2 separate regions of the Rattus norvegicus genome follow, and region 2 is linked to region 1. Evidence: chromatin contacts called from public Hi-C data. All regions are on one chromosome and are shown on one strand. Each heading gives the region's core, a stretch centred on a gene start, on an enhancer-like site or on the middle of the called end of the contact. The rest is flanking DNA. Distances are from core to core; before and after follow the strand shown. Region 1 overlaps LOC120103462 (a long non-coding RNA gene). Region 2 holds the start of Calm2 (calmodulin 2).

Region 1 (5,977 bases), core at 989-3,488:
CCCAGCTCCAAAAAAAAGAAAAAAGAAAAACAAAACAAAACAAACAAACAAACAAAACAAACCAACCAAACAAACAAACAAAACCAGGATGCAGAGGGAGGAAGTGAAGAGAACTAGTGACGGGTAAAGACCTAACTTTCCAGATATTCCAGTCTCTGTTTCAATCACCGGGCCAAGAGACCACCGGTGAGAAGACAGCTTTACCTTAAACCATGTTAGATAAATAGGCAGAACGTTTTTCCCTTTAACGAGACACCGTACTTTTCCTTCCCAGAATTCTTTCCCCTAATGCTGACCCATAAGTCTTTTCTGGGTCTGCCTACCCTTCTGAGGTGTAAGCCAGAAAGTACAACTTCCCATTTTCTTCCTCTCCACAAACCCCTCTTTTGACACTGGCCAGAACCAAGAGAGCTTTTTCTGATACTGTGGGTGGTCATCCCTGCTCTTTCTATAATGCCCCGCTCCCCTCCCCCATGTGGCTGACCTCCAAGCCAGCTCGAGTGGCCTGACTGTCTCCATCTTACCTCCTTCTCTATGCAGCTCCTGGCGTTTACAGCTTGTGTGCCTTGGGATGTTTTCCTTTTAAATTCTAAGAAAAATTAACTTCAACCTGCAATTTGAATCCATTCTTTAATTCTTTTGTTAATGAGACCAAGAATCCTAAAAGGGAACACTGATTTTCCCCAGAATCACGAGGGTACAAATGCAAGAAACAGATCCAAGGAGCATGTGCTTCAGGTCAGAGCTGAGAAAACTCAAGGATGGCCAACAAAGGACGCTTCCTGAAGGATTCGAAGCTGCCGCCCATCTGGTCTCAAGCCTGAGAGGGAAAAGGTGGGAGAGGCAGCTCCCAGGAAGGACAGATCAAACTATGTTCTCTCAAGTAGATGTATCAAAACAATGTGCCAAGTGCCTTAAAATAGGGTGGTGGTGGGGAGTTCTTGGCCCGAATCTCTAAACAAAGATTAACAAGAGGAAAATAGTTTATTAAAAGTGTGGCGCATGGGAGATAAAGGAAGGAATGACACTTCCACAAAGAGCAGTACAATTTTAGGAAAGGGGAAGGCGGAAGAAACAAGAACTACACTCCCCAGAGGTATCGACTGTGAAAGGCAAATCAGAGAGAGGAAAAAAAACAGGAGACAAAGACTCTTCAATCTCTGCTTGCTGCGTGCCACTTCTGGCGGACGAAGGTCTCAAGTGTCTTCCATGATACCACCTTCCGGGTAAAGCGGAGAACAGGGACATCCGTGTACATTTCCATCCAGCTTTTAGGCAAACGGGGGAGGGAGGGTTCCTCTTGCTTCTGTTCCTTTTCAGCTGCCTTTGCTCAAAATAATCCTTATGCTAAAGTGGCCCGTGTCTGGGTGGTGTGTTTCGCTACCCTTCAATAGGATGGGCACAGCTTCAAGGCTATGTAAGGGACTTAGGCCGACCACCTAGTGAGCCCTTGGAGCAGTGAAAGAGCCCGAGGTAAGGCCTGGGAAGACCTGGCCTGGGGCAGGGGTGGGTGAATGTGGGGGAGTGGAGGTGGAGGGAGGGGGAACGGGACTATGTGACACAGGTAAGCAGCTGGATGAACAGGAGGATGGCAGAAGAAGCCCCTAGGCAAAAAAAGTCCTTTCGTTTAACCCAAACAGGACAGGTTCCTATCACGCTCCAGGCTCTGCAGGAGTAAATAGGGCCCGAGTCCTACTTCGGGGGTCCTTAGCCTCTTGCTTAGTCCCAGGACTTTGAGGCTATTAATGGTAGGGCAGGGGGGGCGAAGGAGGCTCTGGCATCTCTCCTGCCACAAAGCCGCTGATCCTCACGGTCCTGACAATCGTCCGCAGGATCTCAGGAGGAATCCCTCTCCCGCGGCCACACCTGAGAGGAAAGGGTGGGCCGGAGAGAAGGGACTAGGGTGACCTTCCGGTAAATACACCTATAGCTGCAGTGGGGGGCTGGGCAGGCGACGGCGGAGGGCCTGGAGCCCTCCCCGGATTCATCGGCTCCCCTGCGCCCCCTGCCGGCCATGGGCCGCACTCCACGCGCCGCCGCCCCGCCCTCCGCACCTGCGGCCGCTCGCCTCCCAGGAGAGGAGGTGGGAGGTGGGGGGGGGGGAACCTTCGGTTGTTTAGGGAGTGGAGGCGTTTCCGGAAGTTCCCTACCTGAGGGGACAACCCGGGACGTCCCCAGACCAGAAATTTCACCCTTAAGAATTACCGAGGGGTGGGGAGGTGACGTTCTTAACTTTTATTGGTTATTAATGCTGTGCGTTTTCTGGGCGAGCTGGGGGAAAGAGCCTGGAAAATGTCATCGACTGAAGAAGTCATTCACTTCTCTTAGCGAGGCTTTTAAATTAGCGCTCGTGTGCCTGGGCAAGCCTGAAGGGGACTCAGAGCCAACAGTTGTGCCCGGGGGAGGGCTGCAAGGAAAGGTTTTCTCCTGCCTGTCTTTTATCTCTAGGTAGTGGAGCCTCCCTCCTCCTGGAAGTCCGCCTTATTCTTCCTGAGCCTCTGTTACAGCCAGTGTCAGTGTCTCAGTTTGGTAGGTCAGGGTTCTCTGCCTATTTTTGATGAGTTTTTTTCCTGAAAGACTCTAAGCCTATTCTGTGTCCAGGGGCAGAAAGCCCTATCAGTGCGCGGCTGATATCTAGGGAGGAGAAGACACAGACACAAAGAGCATCCCATTTCCTGACCAGTCAAGGAGAAACTCCCACCATCCTCAAGTTCCCTGCGAATTTGGTCCCATGTTCCCGAAGATCTTTGTGAGTACCCCGAAATCTGAGCCCCGAACGGTTTGCTCTCTGAAAATATCCGGATGTCACTTAAGATCATGGGGACTTTAAACCTCTCTAGTCTCTCCTCTCCTCATCCCCTGCAATGGCTCCCCATTTCCCTCACAAGAAAAGCCAGAACTGAAGGCTACCCACAACACCTATGAGCCTCCTGCTGCGGCCACCACCCACATCTCTCTGGTCACTTTGTCTACCCTGCTGTTCCTTAACTAAGACAGAAATCAGCCTGGGCTCCGGCCCTGCAGCACACTGGGAAGTACGAGCCAGAGTGGCCAGCTCAGAGATAAAGTACACGTGAGTGCTCAAGGGAGGATGTAAACCATTAGGAAATAAAAAGAAAGTGTGAGTCAAAGTGATGGGTGGGGAGAGGGGAAGGCGCTCCAACCCGGAGAACAGGGAGTGGCCAGGAGGCCGGCTCCACCGCAGCCCAAATGGGAGATGGGGACCGCGGGGAGCACTTTGGATTCTGAGAGATTTGTAAGAATGGTGGCTGATTTCCTCCGTTCTCCACGACGCCAAGAGCCTCCTTCGTTTCTGGTGTGTCGTCTCATCTCGCCAGTCCCCGCCCATGCCCCCGTCAGGTCCATGCCCTCCTCCCACCCCCAAAGGCTAGAAATTGTATAGAGCACCTCTGGGTGGTCTGACTGGGGTCCCAGCAACCTGCTGCCTCCTCCTACCCTTCTTCCAGTTGCTAATCTAAGTTCCTGCCTGAGCTGCAGAGGGTCACAAAAGTCCTGTGTCACATCTTCCCTGCCCTGACCAGGAGGAAACCAAGTTTCAAAATGGCCTTATTTTGCAATCTGACTCAAAAGGGTGTGGAGTGGAAAATTATAGACAGCAGCCACCAAGGGACTTCGGCTTAATATAACTGGTGACCTGGGAAACGGCAGAGGCAGAAAATAATTTCTTCATTCTCGGACTGAGGGACAGAGAGGGTTATTCGAAGCAGAGTCAAAATAGAGACTCCTTCAAGCCAAGGGAGAGGATTGACACATGTATGGGTCAGAAGGGAAGCCCTCCCACTTCCTCCCGGCCCCTCCCTCCAGCTTTTCTCTGCACTTTCTGCTCGTCCACCCGCTTCCCATCCCACCCTCTTGGCTTTCCTGTCCTATCTCCGCTTCTTCTACCCCACCCCCGCCCCTGCTCGCTTCTTTCCCTCCTTCCTTTGATCTGTTCTTTCAGCTTAAGCAGCAGATACTTTAGCTCCTAACCACTTATTAAAAGGGAAAAATCATAAATCTTATGCAGATATCAAATGAGCACCTGTCAGTGACTGCCTTTAACCCATCAATTAATGAGTGATCTAGAAACATGTTGCAAACAGTTCACAGGAGAATCCCTAAACAGACATTCTGAAGTGATACAATTTGCCACTCGAGACATGTTAGTCCATTGGCAGTAAGCACATTTACCGTGTTGTATGGGCGCTCCTGAAGGACAGATCTAGAGCTTTTCATTATACCGGACTGAAGCTGCATACTCATCAATATGATAACTCTCCATCCCCCCCCCTCACACACACACACTCACACACTCACTGGTGACCGTCACTCTGACTGAATCCTCTTAGTACTTTATATAATGGACTCATATGCAAATGTAAAGAAAACCATGAAGCCCTTTGAAGACAATAGAAAGGAAAAATCCTCATGGTCGGTCGAAGGTTTAAAACTACCAACAGATAGTGTCCAGGATGTAGGTGACAGCCATGCACCCACTGACAGGACATATTTCAGTCCAGCCAAATGTAGGTTCATCACCCATGGACTCAACCAATATTGGATATCAAGGTCTTAGTCTGAGAGTTAATATTGCCAATGTTAACAGGGTCTTGAATCACCTAGGAGACAAATCTCTGGGCATATCTGTGAGGAATTTTCTTCACTAGGGTAGCCTCTGGGTGCACCTATGAAGGACTGCTTTTTTTTTTCTTTTTAAGATTTATTTATTATATATAAGTACACTGTAGCTGTCTTCAGACACACCAGAAGAGGGCATCAGATCTCATCACAGATGGTTGTGAGCCACCATGTGGTTGCTGGGATTTGAACTCAGGACCTCTGGAAGAGCAGTCAGTCTTAACCACTGAGCCATCTCTTCAGCTGAATGGACTGTCTTGATTCTGTTAGTCTCTGGCCCTTACCAGAGAGATGGTCTGGATTCCACTAATTGAGGTAGGAAGACCTACCTTAAAAGTAAACTACATTGGGGCTGGGGATTTAGCTCAGTGGTAGAGCGCTTACCTAGGAAGCACAAGGCCCTGGGTTCGGTCCCCAGCTTCGAAAAAAAGAACCAAAAAAAAAAAAGTAAACTACATTAAGCCAGGAGGTGGTGCATACCTTTAGTCCTAGCACTTGAGAGGAAGGGGCAGGAGAATCTCTGAGTTCAAGGCCAGTCTGGTCTATAGAGTAAGTTCAGGACAGCCTGGGGGCACACAGAAAAACCCTGCTTGAAAAATAAAACAGTAGGGTTGGGGATTTAGCTCAGTGGTAGAGCGCTTGCCTAGCAAGCGCAAGGCCATGGGTTCGGTCCCCAGCTCCGGAAAAAAAAAAAAAAGAAAAACAAAACAAAACAAAAACAGTAGACTGTACTTTCCCTGCCCTCCAGTCTTAGGCCACATGGAAAGGAAGGCAGGGCGTGGTAGCTCATTCCAGAGACAGGCAGGTGGATCGCTGTGAGTTCCAGGCCAACCTGGTCTACATTGTGAGTTCCAGGACAGGCAGGGATATATAGGGAGACCCTGTTTCTAAACAGAAAGAAAGAAAACAGAAGCTAACTGGACTGGGCCCGTTTGTGTTCTCTGGGCCCGTTGTTCTCTGCCACTGTGGATCACTGTGACCAGTTACCTCGAGCTCCTGCCTCTCGAACTTCCTTCCCATCATCATGGACCGTGACCCTTGAACCATGAGCCAAAATAAACTCACTCTCTCTTAGTTGCTTTTGTGGATGTGTTTTAATCACAGTCCATCAAGAGGAAGAAATCGAGGAGCTGGAGGGATGGCTCGGCAGTTAAGAGCACTGGCTGCTCTCCCAGAGGTCCCTGATTCAATTCCCTATAGAGCTATAGCTCTCTTCTTGCCTGTGTCTGCCTAAGTAACACAGTATCACTGTCTGCATAGCCTCTACACTGCCCTGGGTATTCTAAATAACATAGAGAAGCTTTAATATATATGGAAGGGTTGTATGTCACATACAAAT
Region 2 (5,977 bases), core at 1,200-3,699, 91 kb before region 1:
CAGGTTCCACCCCAACCTACTGAACTAGATCCTGCATTTTGGGTTACCACTGTTGATCTTTATCTAGAAACTAACCTGCATTACAAAGTCACCTGAACTGAAGGCATCATGAACATTTAAAGCATTTTCTAAACTGCACTCTGAACTGAAAAGTTCTTTTTAAAAAATATTTAGTGTATCTGAATAAATTTATGAATCCTGGCCTCACAATGAACAGAAATACATCTTCATCCTGTTCAACCCTCAAATACTACTACACACACACAAGGCTCCATTCATCATTTCTTCTACAATTACAGGATTTTTCATGCATCAAAACCAATCTGTTATTTCTGTAGGAAAAAGGGGGTCTTTATTCTGACAGAATGTCACTTTACTATAAAAGTATCTTGAGTCAAAAGAGAAGCCAGTGGAGGAACAAAACTTGATAGAAATCAGGACCTTGACTAAAAGCCTAAATTCTAGCTTAAGCTAGAAGTTTCTACATTATAATGGAGCCAAAGCAAATTCTTATTTTGAGCCTAATAAAAACCTTTCAGCTTAATAGACTCATTTAAACACACTCTTTACATCTGTGTCAACACTGCACATTCCTTCCAATACATGACAGCCCAATAAAGACAGTGGCCGCATGCAAATTCGAGAGATTCGCAATCAGTTCTTATATATACATAGGTCCCTAAATAACTTCTTCTCTTTAACAGAGTCTTCAGAATCTAAAGTCTTATTTATATATTATGAAGTTACTAGACTAATTGGCAATGTATTAATGATACATTTAACTATAAAAACTTACTGGGGAGAAAAACCACTGTAAGATACAAATTATAATTTTCCAGTAAACATTTAAATCCTATCCTGCTAACTAAAAAAATAAGTTACTACATAACTTGGAGTGCCAATTACATGCCTGTAATTTATATCCTGTTTCACCTTACAAAGTACAAATTCAATCAGCATATTAAAATTCATTAGTTAAAAAAATACTTATCAAAACACAAAGATTCACCAAAGTTAAATGAATGCTAGCTCTCTCCAAGGTGAACTCTCCCCACACCCAAGCAGGCTGGAGGTTTCAGTTGGCAGGGATTCCCAACTACTGTTTAAGATGTCACCTTGCCTCCTAGACACACCCATTGCTGTAACCATTTGGCAAAGGAGTAAAGTAAGTAGTGCAAATTACTGTCCTCATTCTTTTACAGGAAACACGAGGAGTCTCTTATTTAAGAAAAAAAATCTCTCTGAAATCTCCTCTCTCATACACCCTTTAAGTGCACAGTTTCTGACAGCCAATACTGTATAAATGAACTGTAGATCTAATAACTAAGATGGGATGGCAACTCCTACACCGAAATACAAGAAACACAAACACAAGCGTTCAAGGAACGCTGCGTGTGGTAGAGGTGAACAGGAGTGCACCTGAGTACTCAAGAATTTAGCGACCCGCCCCTTAATTGCTACTTTCACTGGCTTGCTTTCGCTGTGGGCAGAAAAAGTCTTTGAGACCCTAACTGAAGGCGATTGCTTTCCCTTTATAAACTGTATTTGGAGAAAGCGCCCGACTTCCAGCATAAAGCTTGTATTCTTCAGCGATTAAAAAAAAGAAAGAAATTAAGCATCCAGTCTGGGTAGTGGAAGACAGCACCAGATGGAGTGGAACAAGCAGCACTGCGCGGAGGGGGATGGGGGAACTGCTAGGGTCCCCTCCCCCGCCCATCCCCGCAGCGCCGCGGGCCGCCCAGACCTCCGCAGTCCTGCAGGTGCCAGCGCAGCAGCTGGGGCGCGAGCCGAGCAGCGTCGGGCGGCGGCTCCGGGCCCCGCGCGCCCACCCCACCCCCAGCGCCTGCTTCCCGCACCGGCAGGACGCACAGGGCGCGCCCCGGGCCGGCTGGCTTACCTCGCCTCGCGGGGATGCGGGCTAACGGCGCCCGCTCGCCCCGGGGCCCCGCGCTCCTCCTCACCCCACCCCCCGCGCATGGCTGCCGGGCGGACAAAGGCGCTTCCTGGCGCCCGCGCTTAGCCGTGGCCGTTGGCGGCGGTTTGAATCCGGCCCCAGGGCTGACCTTTAGCGCCGCCTCAGCCGCGGCGCCCCGCGCTTGCTCTCCCGACCGACCACACCGCCCCTCACCCCTGATCCATCTTCCCCCGGCCAAGCTCCGCAGCCGTCCCCCGACTCATCTAAGGGAACCCAAGAGGACCTGGGTGGGGGACACCTGCGACATGACCGTCGCGGGGGCCTCCTGGCCTTTTTGGTGCCATCCCTCTGGGGAAGACGGCTCCTCGAGGGTCAGCGCGGGCAGGTCCCCCTCTTTAGTCAGTCCGCTTCGGCATCTTTCCCCCACCGGCGCCGCCGGCCGCTCGGCTACGCACTCACCATGCTGCAAGGGCTACCGGTTTCCGAGACCAGAACAGACAACCACTCGACTCGCTCGCTCCACTCGGACTAATTCTCCTCCTCCGCCCCCAGCTCCTCATAAACACCTCCCTCCGCCTCCCTCCGCCAGATCCCTCCGCCTCACGACAGATAACGGAACATAGCGAACGAGTCCCGGCCAGCCCCGTGTGCCCCCCTCCACTCCGGGAGACCCTTTTCTCCGCAGTCACCGGTCAGACAGGCAAGAGATAAAGGGGAGCAGGGGACGGGTGACGTAAGTGGGTTTCACTCCCAGGCAAGCCGTTAAAAGGCCGGGGGAACCGCGCCTGGGGGGCGCTACTTTGCGGCGCGGAGGAGCACCGCGGTGGAGATGGACACTGCGAACGCCGTTGAGCTAGCTGCTGATTGGCTGGTTTGTACCTGCAATGCGTCACTTGCTCTCAGCCGGAACGCGGTGCGGCTTCTGCCGTTGCTGCTCGCGCCGGGCTGTCCTGGCAACTGCGCCAGGAGGCAGCGTGGCTCTCTTTGCGCTTGGCTGGAGGACCTTCTTCCATCCGTTCTCCCTGCCACAGGCACACGCACACACTTACCTTCCCGCCCCGTATGGAGGTTTCGACAAAAACAACATAAGCCAATAAAAAAATAGAACTGAAGGACCCCCACCCCCAGTAAACGCCCACCCCGCGCCCAGTTGCTGCATCAGGGAGACCAGTCGTTTTTCATTTCATGGTGCAGCTCAGCTGACAGACTAATCAGAAAGGGGCTTCCGTTTATGCTTCCCCTTTACTTTTCTTGCCTAGCAGTAAGTTATCTGAAAGGTATTCAAACCTACGGTATCAGAGTATGTGCTGTTGAAAACCCAAAGTAGACGACCAGAAAAGGATGATGGAGGTTAAGGAAACGAGGACTTAATCCTCAAAATTTGGTACCCAGACAAGACTGATGGAACAACCACGGCCCAGAAAGAATTATGAAGATGGTGAAGTCAGAGACGAACTTCCCAGTGGAAAGAGCACCACCATGCAGACCCTCGAAACGAGCAGCATTTTAAAAAAAGCAAGCCAAGATGAAACCAACTTTTGAGAAGAAGCCTGCCTTTCACGATACTTTCCTGTTTGGCAAGAACATCTCGAAGCTAACAGCTATCTGCACCCACTCGGAAAGCTTCAGTCGGATTTAACCTCCTTTACCTAAATTAGACATTCCCTCACACCTTTGAACATATCTTGTAATGAAGCCAGTGCTGGGACCTCTTTCAATCATGCAAACCAGACATTAAGCGGCCTTCTAATTAGCACTGACAAAGTCCACACCCTTTCAAACGGATGCCCACTCAATGGGAAAACAAAACAAAACAAAAAGCCCACCTCAGATTTCTGTTTCCATTATCCTTGCCATTGTGGTGCCTTGATAATTTTGAAAGGGGTGGGGGGAGTTAATTAACCTTATCCTACAAATGAGATAAACATCAAGTGAAAATATTACTTTAAAATGGGCACCTCTACTCAAGAACCTGAGGCCACCGTTCCAGTGCACTGCATTCTGGTAAATTCCAAGGTTTTCCAAGGTATACCTCAGAAATCTGTGATTCCTCTCGGATCTTCAAATGGAAGACCTACTAATGATTTTTTTTTCTTTCAGCTGACTCACTAAAAATATTCTCTTTACACAGTACCCCATTAGCATGCAGTGATTTTACATATGAAACTTTTAATGGTGGGAAATTGACAAAATGAATAATTGCCTCCTCTAGGGAAGGAATTTTTAAGAGGATTGGTGTATAATGCATGATCAGCACAGATCTGTGCCTAGAGAAGTGCGGCGGCACTGGGTAGCAAGTACAAAGAAATAATTTTTAAAAATAGAGGATACAGGAAAGTTCTTCCAGATTCCCTAGGTTGGATTTTGGTAAAGCCTGTCTTGCGTAATCTTCCTTGCTGACCTCTCAAGAAGAGAAAGAAAAGTCAAGGTTTACATTGAAAGCCATTGTGGTTTGTGTGTATTTGAGATGGTTCCAAGTCAATTTATTTATAGAGCCCTTGTCTTCTGAAGTATGACAGAGGGCTCAGCCTAACCCAGGCAGTTGTCAGTGAAAAGCAAGTCAGGGATGGCCATGAGCCTTGAACACATCTTTTCTCTGTCCGATTCCCAACGTGAGATCTTAGAGTTTGTTACCTTTGTCCGTCTTGGGAAAAAATAAGAATGAACTTCCCCTCTGCTGCTTCTTCCTCATTTTCTGAATTGAGATAACACCAGTCCTATCATTGGATAACTTCCTTTCCCCAGCTTCTCTCTTTTAGCCAGTTTTGCTAGTTAATAAGGCAAAAACAAGAACAAACAAACCGTAATGTCATCCTTGAATATAGTCTATGGGTTCCTCAATAAATTAAAAAAAAAAATTAAGTCCTACTTTTTCCAGGACACTGATCATATGTAATACGTCAACTTCTCTTCTATGATCTAGAATGGAATTGGGAAGGTAGGACAGAAGTTATCTTCGTCCGTGGTTCAGATGGAACCTAGCTGAGAACGTTAAGCTGTTTTCCCTTTAATGAGGCAAAGCAGGGCTGAGATGATGTGACAGTTAACTTTCCATCACCGTGACAAAACGCCTCAACTTAGAGTCATGGCCGCTGCCACTGCTGCTCCCGCTGCTGCTGCTGCTGCTGCTGCTGCTGCTGCTGCTGCTGCTGCTGCTGCTGCTATGGCTTCACAGTCATGTCCGTGTCATGTTCAGGCTGTTAGTGGAGGAGAGCATCCTGGGGGCAGCAGGAGAAAGAACCAAACTCTTAGCCTCCAAGAAGCAAAAAGAACTTGCTTTTATAACCAGGCCCCTCCCCGCTCCCAAAACCATTAATCCATGAGGCCGTGAATGAATTCATCTATCCATGAAGACAGAGCCCTCCCAATCCAATCACCACCAAAGGTCCCAACTCTTGAATACTGTTGCTTTGAATACTGTGCCTGCCACACGTGAGCTGTTACAGAATACTTATGATCTAGTCCACTGCTGGAGAGATGACACGACAATTAAGAGCTCTATCTAGCTGTTCTTTCAGAGGACTAGAGTTTAGTTCCCAGCACCCATGTTGAGCTGCCTACACCTCCAACTACAGAAAAGCCAGTGCCCTCTTCTGGCCTCTGCAAGCACAGGTACTCATGTGTGCAAGAGGGCACACGCACCAGCACACACACACACACACACACACACACACACACACACCCCAAAAACCTGACTGCTAACAGACAGGAATCCAGCCAGATCATAGTTTTTCTACCACATTCTCAGCTCAGTGAGGGTTGAAGAGTGTAGGAAGTGAAGCCATTACCTTAAAGGCTTATGCTGAGATGGGAAAAGTTGAGGGCCTTCTAATTTGATGTCCACACACTGCTATTCTTTTATTTGATCATCAAAAATGTTTTAAATATTACTTCAGGGTGCTTTTCCAATTGAGTTGCTTAGAACTGATGGATTTTCTGAGATGTTCAACATTCCATGTTAAAACCAAACACTTCCAGGGAAAATTGGGGTGTTTGATCAACCTAAAAGCTTTGACCACTCATTCAATAAATATCAATATGGGCTGGGAATTTGGCTTAGTA

The links. Hi-C and Micro-C count contacts between places; a contact is called where the count stands out from the background.
Region 2: a Hi-C map of the A7r5 cell line shows a contact between it and region 1, with 3 times the contacts expected there. The contact joins the promoter of Calm2 here to the enhancer-like site in region 1. A contact is called at or near these places in 11 of 12 Hi-C or Micro-C datasets (the A7r5 cell line, the Rat2 cell line, Schwann cells and 7 more) and 1 of 1 datasets of contacts at active chromatin or transcription factors (oligodendrocytes).

Annotation. Positions count from the first base shown.
Region 1 is chr6:12,750,337-12,756,313 of GRCr8, reverse strand. LOC120103462 (a long non-coding RNA gene) reads left to right here. Exons shown (of 3, transcript XR_010052445.1): 2 at 1-1,473. Among named protein-coding and RNA genes, the nearest start is that of Calm2, 92 kb to the left of the region's middle. Within about 2 kb of position 2,238, at least 50 of the 93 cell types and tissues checked have an H3K27ac peak or open chromatin away from gene starts, as enhancers often do. A contact at or near this core is called in the A7r5 cell line, Schwann cells and liver, where this site is marked.
Region 2 is chr6:12,841,642-12,847,618 of GRCr8, reverse strand. It overlaps Calm2 (calmodulin 2), which reads right to left and starts at 2,449. Exons shown (of 5, transcript NM_017326.3): 1 at 2,375-2,449. The coding sequence starts at 2,377.